Linked DNA regions of Mus musculus: region 2 is linked to region 1. The links are chromatin contacts, called in public Hi-C maps. All regions are on one chromosome and are shown on one strand. The core of a region is the stretch at or near the end of the contact, and the rest is flanking DNA. Distances in the headings are between cores, read along the strand shown. Region 1 overlaps Krba1 (KRAB-A domain containing 1). Region 2 holds the start of 1700026J14Rik (RIKEN cDNA 1700026J14 gene).

Region 1 (7,392 bases), core at 3,657-6,156:
CCTTGAAAGTCCCTTGTAACCTTATAAAGAGAAGCGTCTCAGAACTTAGGGAAGTCCAAGCCTGAAATCAAGGCTCCCCAGCAATCACCTCTCCCGCAGGGATGAGACACCTCCAGACTCCTCCCCACCCTAGTCATGAAGCTGGCAGTATGCTTGCCACGGTGAAGGTAGAAGATGGCTGGGCCCAGAGTCCCCCAGTGCCAGCATCCTGCCAGCTTAGCAGGCAAGGCTATAGCTCCTATTCCACTGGAGACAACAGAGAGGTCCGTGTGCCCCGCTGGGGCCCCATGACTCTAGGTAAGTTCTGGGTTATCTACCCACATATTCCCATGGGAATGAGTTCCAAAGCCCACAAGTACCTGCTTCTCTTTCAGCTAAGGATCCTTTTCCCTGCCTCTCCTCCCAAGCTGTTACACTGTAGTCCATGTTCTTAATCCATGCCCGTGTGCAGGCAGCCCTCTGGTTTCAGGACCTTCCTTTGGCAGTGAGGTCCTGGCTATAAAAGCTGACCACTGCATGTGGGCTCCACCCTTCTCCTCAGAGTTGGGGTCAGCTTCATTCCTTCTTCAGAAGCGGAAAACACATTCAAAGTTCCTCACTAGAGGCTTTCCTGCTTATCACATCCTTGGAGCCTGCTCTAGAAGCAGGCTGTGGACAGGCCAGCCAAGGGCCAAGCTGGGGTCTGACAAGCAGGCCAGAGCCCAGCAAGATAAGATGATAAGGTGGCCTCTCTTGTCCAGCCAGCAGGGCCTCAAGCTCACCCCTAGAAGCTCTGGAGGCCTGTCTGAAGGGCATCCCTCCAGGTGGGTCATCACCTCTTCAGTCACTAGCCATCTCATGGTCCAGAAGTCCTCAGCTAGGAGATGCCGGGTCTCAGAGGTTTGAGCTACAGCAACAAGGATCTCACAGTGAAGGTACTTGGGCCTGGGTTAACAGATATTCCTGTCCACACAGGAGGAAGATGCTGGTCATCATTCTCTCTGGGCCTCCTCAAGTATATGTCCTTCTTTCCTAACCCCTGCCTCATGCCTTCCCCCAAATAGCTATCCAGGTTTGCTGAGAATCAAATGCTACCACCTACTTTCCCTGCTCTGAGGACTTCTCCTTATTCCCAAGAGTACTTGCAGGGGGCAGAGAGGGGGTGCTAGATAGACTTTTCATCAGTGCCATGGGAAACCCCGGAAGTGGGAGGGGATCTCTGGGCTAGGTGTCCTGGTGCCATATACTCTAAGGCCCAAGGATTTCTCCAGCAGGCTCTGACTTGACCCAATTATTCTTCTCTCTGCAGAAGCTACAAGGGAGCCACTTCTGCCTCTGAGCTTGCAGGGCTACATGAGAGAAGGACCTGGGGTTCAACCCTGTGGCTCCCAGGGTACCCCTACCAGCTTCTCCTCAGCCAGCAGCAGTGATGGGGATCTGGATTTCAGGAGCCCCAGGAGCAGCCAGGGGCAACGGCTTGGGAAAGGTGAGCTGGTCCAGCTGAGGTTGTAGTCCTCTGGGAAGGAGTCCAAGGTCCTTGTCCACTGTTACCTCTGCTCTAGCACCAAAAGAAGAGCGGGAATTCCGACACAGAAGCAGACCCAGGACTTGTCTTGGCAGAGTGAGAGGTTCTGTTGTGGTGACTTAGCTCAGAGAGGATAGGACAATGACTGGCCATGTGTCCTTAATTTCCCTTAGTGTAAATACTTCCCTATTCCAGACAAAAAGAAGTGTCTATAATACTAACTGACCTCCAACTTAGGGGAAGTAGAGTGAGAACCACAGAAGACCGCCTTCAGAGTTATACTCAGTATCATGTACTTCCCTGGGCCCTGCCAGAGGAAGTCTGTCTTGGCAACTTTGGGATTTATTTTTAAAGATTTAATCTATATATGTGAGTACACTGTTGCAGTCTTCAGACAAACCAGAAGAGTGCATCGGATCCCATTACAGAAGGTTGTGAGCCATCATGTAGTTGCTGGGAATTGAACTCAGGACCTCTGGAAGAGCAGTCATGCTCTTAGCTGCTGAGCCATCTCTCCAGACCAAACTTGGGGATTTTACAGAGCTCTCTCAGCATCTACCTTTGCCTTCCCTCTTGGAACAATCATGTCTGCCTTGTCCTATGTTGGATACCCACTTCATCTGCCCATCTGTGCCCTGGCCACATCTGTTGTTAATGGGAAGACCTAGAAATGTAAAATTGACATCTGCATCCGTGACATGGCAGCTTAAAGAGTGACTCATTTTAGTTTCCCCTGATGAGTAAAACCAGCCTGCCAGGGCTTCCTTCGGGCATTGTGGATGACTGTGGAGAGCTACATTTTCTCACAGTCCCCAAACCCACACCTACCAAGCTCCTGATTTATGTGGCTCTAAGTCAACAGCAGGATCAATGTCAAGCTTGGCTTGTCGCACTGCACAGCTATTAAAGCAGCAGAGCTGAAACTGAAGACCAGCACCAGCTGAGTAGGTCACATGCTTATGTGTGTCCTATTCTTGCCTGATCAAAGATTCTGCTGGTTTTCCAAACACTGCTTAATCGGGGCAGGGTGGCTTTCTTTGCTTTTGTCTGGCACATACGTAGAAAAGCTAAGTAACATTTTACTGCAAGTTCAGGAGACTACTTTTGTTATGGAGCCTGCTTTTTTTCCTCTTCATGAGTCCTATTGAGGCAACCCCTCCCCCTCCCCAGCCCTAACCCTTACCCCCCACCCACAGTATACAATTCAAATGCCCTTCAACTTTCAGCCTCCCCCTACCCCTGTGTGTGTATCATGGCATATATATGGTAGAAGACAACTTCCAGGAGTCAGTTCTAAATCTTCCAACACCATAGTGTTCTGGAGATCAAACTCCTGTGTACTTAGACTTGTGCCAAGCACCTTTGTCTGCTGTGGCTTTTACTTCTAAGCTATGCAATGCTACATTACATTAGCCCCACATGACACTCCCTTGCTTACAACCTCTGCCCAGGTCCAGAGTAGACAGGAGGTGCCTCACAAAGGAATGCGGCCAGTGCTGTCTGTTAACCTTATTCCTCTAGAACCTCACATAATCTAGTTCATATTATTTACATAAGACTGTATGGCTAGGAGTGCTGTCTGCAATGTGTCTGAAACCTGTGGAAAAATTAGACTTCCTGTAACCTGATGTCATACTGAGAGGCAGGCTGCAGGGATTCACAGAGCACTGGCAACCCATCATAGACTGTTCATGTTTGACCTTCACAGGCTATCTACCAGGAAACTCTCCACTCCAAGGCCTGGAGAACTGCCTGAGAGAGATCCCTATTCCCAGGCCACAGGCTGCCTGGCCATGCTCCTCGGCTGTCAACAGGGGATTGAAGAGAACAGAGCCCAGGAACTGGACTGGAGACAGAGAAGGTAACAAAATGGTATTTGTGGGTGTTTGAGAGAAGAGCAGTCGCTCCTATCCTACACTGGCTTTGGCAGCGGCAAGCAGCCCTCAGATCTCAGCTGAGCTGAGAGGATGCTCTGAAACCAGCTTGGCCAGAGCCCTGAGGCAGGCAGGCAGATGGATAGTCACTTCCCGACATGTGCAGGAGCGATAGGCAGAGTGCAGAGTCCAGGGCATAGAGGCCCAGAACTACTGTCTGCTGCTCCACTGAGCCAGAGCTTTGCTGACCAAGTGTTCTGACATGGCTGTATTATGCCCTGTTGTCTGGGCACTAAATTTTATACCTCCTGAGATTCCATATGGCTTGGGTTGGTGCAGCAACCAAGCAAGGCCATTCCCACACCTGAAGCTTGTGTGCTAAAAGCCTGGCAGTGGCAGAAATTCTGTCCATTCTGTGGCAGGATGAGGTACCGTAGGACTACCAGGACTCTTCTCATTAAAACAGGACTGAGAGGTGAGGCCTCTGAGCCACCCCACCTCAGACAGCGTCCTGGAGAAGTGCCCAGCAGGAGTCTGCATCAAGACAGTCCACAGACCTGTACTTCCACCTGCCACCAAGTGACCACCAGGCCAGGAACATGGCAATGGCCACAAGAGGGTGAGCTACCTTCAGGATATACATCATAATTTCCCTCCAGTTAGTTTTTGTCAAGCCAATAGCCTTCCCGTCTCTGTTTTTCTATTTCTGTCCTATCTTCCTTTCCTTGCACGGCTTATAGACGCAGACAGAAAGAATAGGATGCTGTTTGGTGTACCTATGGGGGGTCTCTGCAGTGGAGATGCTGCTGGTGTTAACAGGTACACCTGCTGTGGATTGTAGGTGGCTCTAGCAGGACCTTGCTATTTAGTCTTTGCAGTGGGTAGAATGATGACACTTAGTTCATCAGTGGCTCTCAGTAAACTGACAGCTCTTGCATGGTGCTGAGGAGAGAGTCTGCTAAGAAGTGGGTTGGCAACCATCTACCCAGTAGGAAGGGCTGCTGAGCTTGCAAGACTCAAGACCTAACTGAAACCTGATCGGGAGTTCCACATCTTCCAGGAACTTCCAGAGAGTTCTGAAGCTCACTTAGCCAGGGACATGGCTAGCTTCTGGCTTTGCTTCTCTGCCTGTGACCAGGAAGTAAGTTATTCAGGATCCACTAGAGCCCAAATAGGGTGTGGCTGAGCAGAAAAAGACAAATCCCGAGTGCCTGGCTATCCAGACTGGTGCTGTCAGGTACCAGTCGGTGAACTCTTCTCCTTTGTTTAGAGACAGCCACCATGCCCTCCCCTCTGCACCGCCTGGAGAACTCTCTGAGGGGGATCTTGCCTGTGAGGCCCTTGCGTTTCACCTGCGTGACTGGCCCTGGCCCCAGTCCCAGCCCTTGCTCCAGCTCCAGCTTCAGCAGCTCTGATGGAGAAGACCTAAGACCAGAGCCTGCATTTTGGCAGTCACCCCTCCAGCGTGAGTCTGCTGGCATGGGGGTGGGAATGGCAGTAGGCTGCTCTTTGCGGTGCCTGTCAGTACTCTGATGCTAGCTTACTTATGACGCAGAGAAAGACCAGCCTCCCTCCTGTAAGGACCCTGTTCGTCTGTGCCCTGTCTCTGGCGCATCTCCAAGAGTCAACAGCAATAGCTGTTCTGCGGAAGACCGTGAGAGAACAGAGCCCAGGGACTGCAGCAGCCTCAGCGCAGGTGAGCCTGGAGTCTCCCTGGATGACAGCCACATGTCCCCAGTGGGCCAGAGGTCCAGACTTCAACAATCTCCGAGTCCCACTGTCAATTTGCTGGCTTTCATTAAAATGTTCCTCTAATTTTTTATGCTTTACAGCCTGTAAAGCTGAGCCAGAGAGAAAGCGAGCCTGAGTCAAGAGCTGTGCTCTGTTAGGAGAGCTCGGTAACCACTGAATGATGTGTATATTACATACATGTTATTTATACACAGCATATATGTTCATTAATGTATGCACATATGCATATGTGTACACGCATACTCACCATATAGAATCCAATAATATTTGTAAGGCTTGACAATTTTAACAAAAGAAGTATCCAAAGTGATCTGTTTCATTGGTAAAGCACTTATCTAGCATACATTAGGCCTTGGGTCTGATCGCCAACATCACATACACAGTGAGAATAGAACTTTTGAAATTGGCCGGAAGTGTAGAAATGGCATCTGGTATTACAAGCCACTTTACTCTCCACCGGAGCTGTGACCTTGGGACCCAGACTTTGTTTCTACAGGAAGAGCAGAAGAGAAGCCCCACCCACCCAGAAGAGAAGATGGTGCAGAGCGCACACGCCAGCCTGGGCCTGTCACCAATGCTGAAGGAAAAGGAGGTAGGGGCCAGGGAACCATCTTCAGAGGCCGCTCCACTCGCAGGCTCTGGCTGCCACCTGTGCGGGGCTCAGGATGACCCACACTCCTCACATTTCCTTCTAAGACACCGAGGACTTAGTAGGAAATGACAGTGGGTCCCCACATGCACAGCAGGCTAGCCCGTCAGTGTTAGGATCCCCAGCACCTTGCGTCTGACTTAATCATTGTTTAAAAGTTGAAGATTTTTCCTTGGGTGAGGGTAGGAGTGGGGGTTGTGGCTCATCAGAATATCCCCATGTTGGAGTGATGCTGACAAAGCAGTATTGTCCTAATCCCCAGTGCTGTGTCCTTTCTGCAGCAGCAGCTGGCCACCCATCGCCTGCCCCTCAGCTGGAGGAAAAGCCTGAGCCCAAGGGTACTGAAGACTCCAGGGACCTGGAGCCTGGACATAGACCACCCAGTGCCGCAGGTGAGCTGCTGGCTTTTCCAGCATTTGCTGTACTTTAGAGGCCGCTGAGAGAATTAGAACCAGGTCCCATCATAAAGAAGTAAACATGCTCCAAGTTCCCTGCGCCATGGTTAGGAAAGTGTTACACTGAAGCCACTCAGTACACAGTTCACTTCAGGGTTTTCATAGATGTGCCTGTACAGGATCACCTTTTAGAGGCATTGCGAAGCATCTGGAGTCAAAGTTTGGGTTTGAAGGACCTGAACCTTTGCACTGTTGAGTGACCTAGCTAACATCCTGCACAGAGCACAGGCTTCACATTATACATTGCTCCAGGGACCCACAGTGACAACAGTAGGGTGATGTCCCCATGCCCTGATTTGTGCTGGGAAGACCTCAGAGGTGTGCAGGACTTGAGTGTCCATGCCACATGCAGTTATTTGCTCTTATACCTGTGCTGGGTACTTGCTGTGTCTCTGAGCTGTGGCTCCTCTGAGAAGGCAAGGTCGTATTGCCCTGGCTGCCCTTCAGATGAAGCATCAGACCACATTCTTATTTTGTTTTGTGGTGTTTGTTAGTTTTTGTTTGAGACAAGGTTTCACCAAGTAACCCAGGCCACCTGGAACATGTGATCCTCCTGCCACAGTATCAGATCCTTGCTTTAATTTAAAAACTTGGTGAAACAAGATGTGAGTCCTTGGGCCACTCAGGCCATTGCCTGGGCTTCAGCAGACAGCCGATCTCTCTTCCATTCTGGGCTGAGAGGGTGAAGAATGTCAGGGGCCCTGACTAGCAACATGTTGCCTAGGGTGAGACCCATTCAAGGCGTGTGGGACTGAAGAATTAGACCATTTTGGGGAAAAGGGAACTTAAGATTAAATTCTCTGGAAACCCGGCCTTATGGGGCAGGATACTGACTACACTAAAGAGGTCTCTGGGGCTAGAGAAAAGATCCTTATATCTAAGCACTTTTACCCACCCTTCCTCTGGTTTTAGCCAGGACCCAAGGGAAGCTGCTCTCTGGAGACCCTCCGGAGTCACCTAGCAAGTCTCCCCTTCCCACAACTGTCTTGTCAAAATGGTCACCCACTTCTCTTCAGCCACCATGCCCCTGTGGCAGGTCCTTGCAGCAGGAGCTGCATAACCTTGGTACTGCCCTCACGGACAAGCTAGACCGGCTTGCAGCAGCCTTGGCAGGCCTGACTCAGGAAGTTGCAACCATGAAGACCCAAATGGATCAAC
Region 2 (7,392 bases), core at 2,464-4,963, 120 kb after region 1:
TCCAAATCTAGGAGAGGACCCAGGCAAAATCTCGGAGTCCAGGATTTTCCAGGTCAGGGTTGAGACATCTGCTTGGCTTCAGTCAAGGTTGAAACATCTGCTTGGCTTCAGCAAGCTCCTCTCCTATGACATCTTTCCTTTAAAAGTACCCTTAGCAACACAGCAGTCCTGTGTAATGTAGCCATGGTTTCTGGAATGAGGTTTGGGGAGCTGAGGTGGCTACCAGGTGGAGAAGCACCCCATCTTCTCCATACTAGCACCCTGAGGTCACCTCCTGATGTGGGTGGAGCAGGGTGTTTCTAGGTGGTAATGCATAGAGTAGGTTTCTCAGGCTAGGTGTTTGCCTTACTCAGGTTTTCCTAGCCTTTTGCCAGCTCAAGACAGAGAAGCAGTATTCATGTTTGGGCCCTGAAGGGCCTCAGGGGAAAACAAGCCAAAGGGCTTTGTGAGGAGGAGGAATCACTATCCCTTTGGGCCCATCCCTAGCCTCCCCCTCCTTTCCTACCTTTTAACATGCTTGACACCCCCTACCCAACTTCACCTGACTGTCTCTATGCCGCCTCTGCTGCCCTGAAACTTGCTATGAATGTGGGCCAGCTTGAACTCACAGAGATCCACGTGCCTTTGTCTCCCAGGTGCTGGAGTAAAGGCTTGTACCACACCCCTGACTCCTGCCTGTTCTAATCTTGTATATTTCCTGGCTTGTATCCCTCCCCTCGCCTGGTAACAGGTCTCCACTGGGCTGCTCCAAGTAGCCAACTTGGACTCAGTGCTTTGATTTCAGTAGCCATAGAGACATGGGGAGGTGAGAAAGCTCAGCCCTGGCCAGCTGGACACAGTAGTGTAGCCACCCCAGACCTGTACCACAAAGGGCAACTCCCTATGGTGCTAAGTGTGGTCAGGACAGTATGGGGGTCACCATTTCACTCAGACTGGCGTCTGTGTAGCCAGGGACAAAGATGACTGGTCCAGGATGCTCTGGGCTCCTGCTTTCAAGGATGAACAAATTAGGTTTAAAAACCATGTTCCAATCTTAACTTTTGCTATTTGAATAAAGCAGAATTTGACTTTATTGTTGTCTTTATACTTCCTTCTGTATCCCAAGTGAGCTGAAAGATTTTACCTGTGAGTGTGAGATGGAGATGAGAGAGAAGTGCACCCTGAGAGTTAGAACCAAATGTTCCACGCTCAGCACCGTTCAGCACATAGGGCTGTCAGAGGACTTCATCCAGAAGCCAGGCTTTCAAGAGAAAGCCGCCCATTTCCCCCAGCAGTGCCAAAGCCGTGACACCGCTCAAAAGAATTCCCAGGGGACCGCTTCAGGATGTCCTCTGCAGCTCTGCTCAGAGGTCAGGTGTCCTCTACTAGCCCTCCTGGCAGGATGGAGCAAAGTGGCACAGATGCTGGGAGACTACTAGACCTCTGGCCAGGAGACTCGATCATAGCGTATCAGCATGTGTGGTTTTCACTGGTACTAAAGCTCCACAGGAGGCAACAGTATATGTGTGGCTGTTTCTGGGCTACAGCTGTGTAGCTGCTTACTTAGAGGCAGCCCACGGTGGTGCTGGAGGATCCTCCCTGGCCTTCCAAGAAGGCAGGTGGCTATAATCTAGAAACAGGTAGCCATAGGCAGTCTCCACCGGGGTGGACCTTGCATGTTCTTAGGAAAGCTCCTAGGAGAGGCAGCACTTGCCACAAAGCAAGGTAGCCTCTTCCAGGAATATGCTGGAAGGTGAGTGTGGTGAGCTGAGACCTGAAAGCCTGCTGAGCCTCTGCCTTCTTCAAGTGTGAGAGGAACCCAGGGTGCAGCTACCTGATGAATCGTACCTTCCTGGTGTCAGTGTCTGTTGTTGGGGACTCTTGAGACAGAGCCTCCTCAATGTGAGCCTAACCATGGTTAAACAAAATCCTCAGACCCGAGAAGGCTTTCCCGTTCCAGCCCCACCACTGGGCTTCTCACTTGGCTCTTAGAACGCTACCTCTGTCCATAACACTTGCCACCCTCAGCACCCAAGGGTACATTCACCTCTGCACCCAAGCATGGGTGCCTGAAAGTGACTCGTGGGGACAAAGACCTCCCAGCAGCATTTGCTAGTGTTTCCTGTGGTCCTGAGCCACATTTAGGTGGAAGACCTCTGGCATAGAGATTTATAGAAAATCCCCTCTCTCAGGATGTGTCACAGTGGCCATGTCTGTGTGGCTCTCAAAGTTCTCATCACATTGGTTCAGGCTGGCCAGCTTTTCCAATTACCTAAAGAATCCAAGATCAAGTTTGGCCTGGGATTTTCAACCCACAGAATCATTAGGGGATGTCCGTTGCCTCGATGTTTATCTAGACTCTTCTCCTAAGTGGGTATCTAGCTCTGTGAGAAGGCAATGTCACTGTAATGTAGCAAAGCAGTAACTTTCCTTCAGCATCTTTCTCCGGTAGTCCCAGCGAGACCTCTTTGAGGAAGTGGCAGCAAGATGGCACAGCTGGGGTTAAGTGTGAGTCAGCGTCCTGACTCACAGAAGTGACCCCAGTAGGGTAAGAACACTGAAGCTATGCAGCTCAGGCAAGGGCAGTGGGATACCGCTGCTTGCAGAGTGTGATACAACACTGTTAACTGGATCTAGAATCACCTAGGAAACAAATCTCTGGGCATGCCTGTATTGGGTTAATTGAGGTGGAAGACACACTGTGGGTAGCTAATGATTCTATGGGTTAAACAGAGAGCAAGCTCAGCACCAGGGTTCATCTCTCTTTGCTTCCTGACTGTGGATGCAGTGTGACTGACTGCCCCAGTGTCTTCCCCACCATGGTGAAATTAGAGCCAAAATGAACCCTTCCTCAAGTTTATTTTGTCAGAACAATGAGAGAATCTATACAGGAGAACCCAGAGACTGTCTTCCTGCTGTCACTTTAATCTCTCCCCGCAGCAGCAACTACTAGACTACAGCTCGGGGGACCGGCTACAGAAAATCCAGGAAGTATACCTGTGGGAAAAAACAATGTCAGAGTCCATTATGAAGATGGATGGACAGAGTACCAGTGTTGGCTCTTGCCTGTCAAGTTCTGTGAGCAAGGCTAATTACCTGCCTGGGCCATCCTGTTGTGGAATTTTCCTGAGAGGCCTTCCACGACGACTTTCCAATCTGGACTTAGTGTAAGATAGGCCTTTATCTTTCTTCTTCATACAGATAACTAGATACGCAGCATGTAAGTTTGCACAGGTAGGCTGGGTGTACAGGGGCCTTGGAGGTCGTTCCCATGGAAACATAAGATCTGTCCCCAACTGCGGCACACCTCCTTTCAAGAATCACTACTGTGCTGACGTGGTTTCCCCCTCCAGCTCCCACCCGGACTGTAGCCCTTCAGGAGTGGCTGGCCTCAAGTGTCCCAGGTCTTACTATGTTCCACACAGATCGCCTGAACCCCTACCATAGAGGAAAAATAGTCTAACTACTGTAGCCTGATCCAGAAGCTGGGCATCTCCAAGGTTCAGTGAAGCAGTGAGCTCTGCAGAGGACTGCAAGCTTCACTTCGCTGAGGGGAGGCTTTAGCTCAGGCCAAGTTTGTGGCCTCTCAGCTCCACGAAGTCCTCTGGTCGAAACCCCTGTGGTCCCCACAAAGCCTCCGTTCTGGTTAGGGTCTCCTCCAATCCTGTCCCCAGCCACCTTGGGCTGCCCGAGCACTGCAAGTGACCTGCCACTTTCTAGCGAGAATAAGAAAGCGCAAACCTAAGCCTAGAATCACCTGCAAAATCGGAGCAAACCGACCCAGCCAATCAAAGGAAAGGTTCCTCGGAAGTCCCGCCCTTGGTTCTGCGTGATAGCGGCGAGCTATCCCAGCGGACGATGTTCAGGGATGCGCGAGCGCAGATTCGCTTGGTCCAGGGCCTTCCCGGCTGAGATTCCGTTGCGCATGCGCACAGCCCTCTGCCGAGACTTGCACCTGCTTAGAGTCTGCCGTTCGATCTGATACCCCACCTGAGCATCGCGCACCCAGCCATGACAGCCCATTCCTTTGCCCTCCCTGTCATCATCTTCACCACATTCTGGGGCCTCATCGGCATCGCTGGGCCCTGGTTCGTGCCCAAAGGACCCAACCGCGGGTAAGAAAGGCGAGCAGGCCTCGATTCCCTGCAGACGCTTCCCTGTCCCCTAGCTGGGCTCACCCATTAACACTGGGCTCCCAGCTTGCTACCCTGCAATTCATGCCCTCACAGAGACGCCCCTACATGACTTCTTCCAGATCTCTGCACCTGGGCTGGGGCAGCCAGGAAACAGGCTAGAGGGCTGGGTGAACGGATAGATTCAGATGTCAGGGCAAGCAGGTGGCTAAAGGTCACCCACACCCATGCAGTCGGTAAAGGCTGCATATGGACACTCCTTGCTTATTCTTGTGTGACATTGGGCAAATGCCAGGCCTCAATTTCTTCACTGAGGAAAATAGGGGCTCTGGCAACACCTGCTTTGTAGGGCTGGTGTGAGGTCTGCCCTAAGCAATGTCCTGGGCATGCTGTGTATGTATACTGGATGTTTTTAGCTGCCTTCATTTTTGGAAGATTCCTAGCAGATTTTCTGCACCACATGCCAGCCCCTTCTCCTGTTAGCCTCTCAAGTCATGAAAGCCTCACACTTTGCCCTTTGTCCATTTTCTCAGCACTGACAATCCACTGCACAGCCAGGAGTGGTCCCAGCTGCCTTGTAGTGTTAAGGGAGGGCTGGGGCACTAATCCGTTCAGCACCACCTTGAAGTGCTTAGGCTCTGTCATGGATTAGACTTAGCCTAAACTGGAGGCATAGACGGATGGGCATCGCCTTTATTCCTACAAATGTGAAAGTGATTGCTGGACAGAGCACCTTCTGCTTCCAGTGGACCAGAATCTGGCACCCATATTGAGAGACTCAGAACTGTTTTAACTATGGCTCCAGGAGATCTGAGGCCCTTTCTGGCTTTTGGAAGCCAGCACACATGTGTATACACACACACACACACACACGATTTAAACTGGACTTGCTTTGTAATCACTCTCCATGTCATCTCTTCTGGAAGTCTTGGTGAGCTCCTTGTCCCTTCAGCTGTGTTGTAAGACTCTGTCTCTCTGATTTCCTGAGTGGATCCAAAGCCCCTGCTTTTTCTATAACAGCCCAGCCTCTGTCAACAGTGGCTGTGCCCTTGCTTCTTGCCTTGTACTGTGGTCTTTTGTTTTCTTTGATGTTGCTGGATGAATTTTGAGGCCATCCTCTGGTGGGTGGCCACAGATGGAGTGTGGGCAAGCCTTCTCCAGCATACAGATGGAGAGGTGTTTGCTGATGGAGAAGGAAGAGATTTACAACACCGTTTGGATGTAGACAATCTTGTAATTCTTACTTGGAGCGGACCCCAGCATCCTGGAGATGCTGGTGTTCAGGTAGCACCAGGAGGGCTGACACAGGGCCCCGTGTACCAATGCTGCTTTTCCTTCTTTGCTGTTTCAGGGTGATCATCACCATGCTGGTAGCTACTGCTGTCTGCTGTTACCTCTTGTGAGTATTGCCTTCCCCAGGAGCTGGGGGCTGTGGTGACCACTAGTTGGGTCTGATTTTGCCTCAGTTGACAGTTGCAGTTTGTGGTGCCCCCAGCTGAGCTGTGAGGTACGTGAGTTGTGGACCAGTTCAGTAGTATCTGCTCCTAACTGGGCATCAGAATCCTCCAGATTGGTTGTTCAAACACAGTTTTCATGCTCTACTCTAGACTCAGTCATACAGAAGTCAGGGCATCATACTGCTAACAAGTGCTGGGTGTTTGTGATAGAGCCAGTGTAACCACTAGGGGGCAGCAGAGTGTGTGTGACAGAGCTGGAGTGGCTTCTTCTTTTTTTTTAAAGATTTATTTATTTATTTATTATATGTAAGTACACTGTAGCTGTCTTCAGACACACCAGAAGAGGGAGTCAGATCTCATTACGGATGGTTGTGAGCCACCATGTGGTTGCTGGGATTTGAACTCAGGACCTTTGGAAGAGCAGTCGTGTGCTCTTACCTGCTGAGCCATCTCACCACCCTGGAGTGGCTTCTTAAGGCCCAAGGACACCCTCACCCTGGGTCCAGCCCCAGCTCAGGGACATTATATACTTAGAGAAAATAAAATAAACTCACATCAAAATTCACAAATCCTGAACCCATTCCCTGTACCAACCAGGACACAGACCCTGCCATGCTCTTTGAAAGAGAGTAGCCGAGTCCTCCCTTGGTATGTTGGGTATGGTGGGTCCCTCTGTGTCCAGGACCCCCCTCACTCTGCTATCCTGGCAGCTGGCTCATCGCCATCTTGGCCCAACTGAACCCCCTGTTTGGGCCACAACTGAAGAATGAGACCATCTGGTACGTGCGTTTCCTGTGGGAGTGACCCCTGGGGTGATCAGCTGGCTTCTGGCCTCAGGTACTGAAGGGAAGGACTGACGTGAGAGTGAACTGAGGGGCCTGTGGTGGGAGGAAGGGGGTCAGGGCCACCACAGGGGCTTCCTTTGGACTCAGGAATTAGTTTATTTAGCAAGGGGAATGAAAGGCAATGCTAGTAGTCTGAGGAGCTTTCCAAGGAACGGGGTGGGGGTGGGGGGTTGTGGGGTGAGTCAGGGCAGGGGCAGGGCGGGGGAGGAGAAGGTTGTCTCAGTGGTAATTCTTAATGGTGTGTGCTTTTCAGATGCCCTGCTGTGAAGGGTGAATGGCCCAGCCTTGATGTCCCTGGAGACCCTGCATTCCCTCTGGCCCCACCCATCTGTATGACCATCCTGTGCTCGCCCTGCCATCATGCTGTGGAATCCATAACCCCCAGAGCCAACCTGGTTTCAGTTTCTGGTCTCAGTTTCCCCTGTGTTCCCAGCTATTAGCGGCCCTCCATGTTGGGCAAGCCCCGTGCTCAGTCAGGCCACAGTGGGAGCTTACCTGAGCTTAAATTCCCACACTTGGCACTTCCCTCTTTCTTCCAAGCAGATCCCGGTCAAGGAGCTGGACCTGCTGTTATCTATTTTCATCCAGGGAGCAGAAGGCAGGACTCAGCCCAGTACCAGAAAGGACTTGAGTCTTTGTGGAGAAGGGACATGTGGCCCAAAATCTCTAGGCTTTTTAACTCTGTCTCCACCGTGTTGAAATATTGGGTCAGGGTCACAGGCCTCCTCCAGCTCTGAAGTGAATGATATCCATTTAGTCTCTGACACTTGTAGATGTGACATTCCTGGAGGTGCTGATGTCTTAAAGAAGCAGTCACACCAAAAACCCGGCACAGTCAGGATCAAAGCCTCCATGTTTAGCCTTTAGCAGCAGGGAAATCACTTGGCATGGGAGGGAGGTAGTGTGTCTTTGGAATGTTCTAGTCACTTTCCTCTCCCTCTGTAGATAAGATCGCCCACTCCCTAGTACCTGTCAGTT

The links. A called contact is a pair of places that touch in the nucleus more often than the background predicts.
Region 2: a contact with region 1 is called in a Hi-C map of the N1E-115 cell line, with 4 times the contacts expected there. The contact joins the promoter of 1700026J14Rik here to the enhancer-like site in region 1. A contact is called at or near these places in 4 of 39 promoter capture datasets (hippocampal neurons, liver and maxillary cranial neural crest), 10 of 484 Hi-C or Micro-C datasets (the N1E-115 cell line, Th1 cells, cerebellar granule neurons and 7 more), 4 of 115 datasets of contacts at active chromatin or transcription factors (VIP interneurons, craniofacial prominence, neural progenitor cells and 1 more) and 4 of 9 other capture datasets (adipose tissue, embryonic stem cells, liver and 1 more).

What each region holds. Positions count from the first base shown.
Region 1 is chr6:48,408,430-48,415,821 of GRCm38.p6, forward strand. Krba1 (KRAB-A domain containing 1) reads left to right here. Exons shown (of 18, transcript NM_001347152.1): 9 at 100-297; 10 at 741-914; 11 at 1,289-1,465; 12 at 3,213-3,365; 13 at 3,845-3,997; 14 at 4,649-4,843; 15 at 4,934-5,074; 16 at 5,627-5,722; 17 at 6,061-6,171; 18 at 7,147-7,392. Among named protein-coding and RNA genes, the nearest start is that of Gm38803, 10 kb to the right of the region's middle. Within about 2 kb of position 4,907, at least 12 of the 459 cell types and tissues checked have an H3K27ac peak or open chromatin away from gene starts, as enhancers often do. A contact at or near this core is called in the N1E-115 cell line, VIP interneurons and cerebellar granule neurons, where this site is marked.
Region 2 is chr6:48,533,761-48,541,152 of GRCm38.p6, forward strand. 1700026J14Rik (RIKEN cDNA 1700026J14 gene) reads right to left here and starts at 3,714. Exons shown (of 2, transcript NR_130985.1): 1 at 3,076-3,714; 2 at 2,822-2,976. Atp6v0e2 (ATPase, H+ transporting, lysosomal V0 subunit E2) reads left to right here and starts at 3,809. Exons shown (of 4, transcript NM_133764.3): 1 at 3,809-4,094; 2 at 5,464-5,511; 3 at 6,280-6,406; 4 at 6,668-7,392. The coding sequence starts at 3,991. The coding sequence ends at 6,373. It also overlaps the pseudogene Zfp862-ps.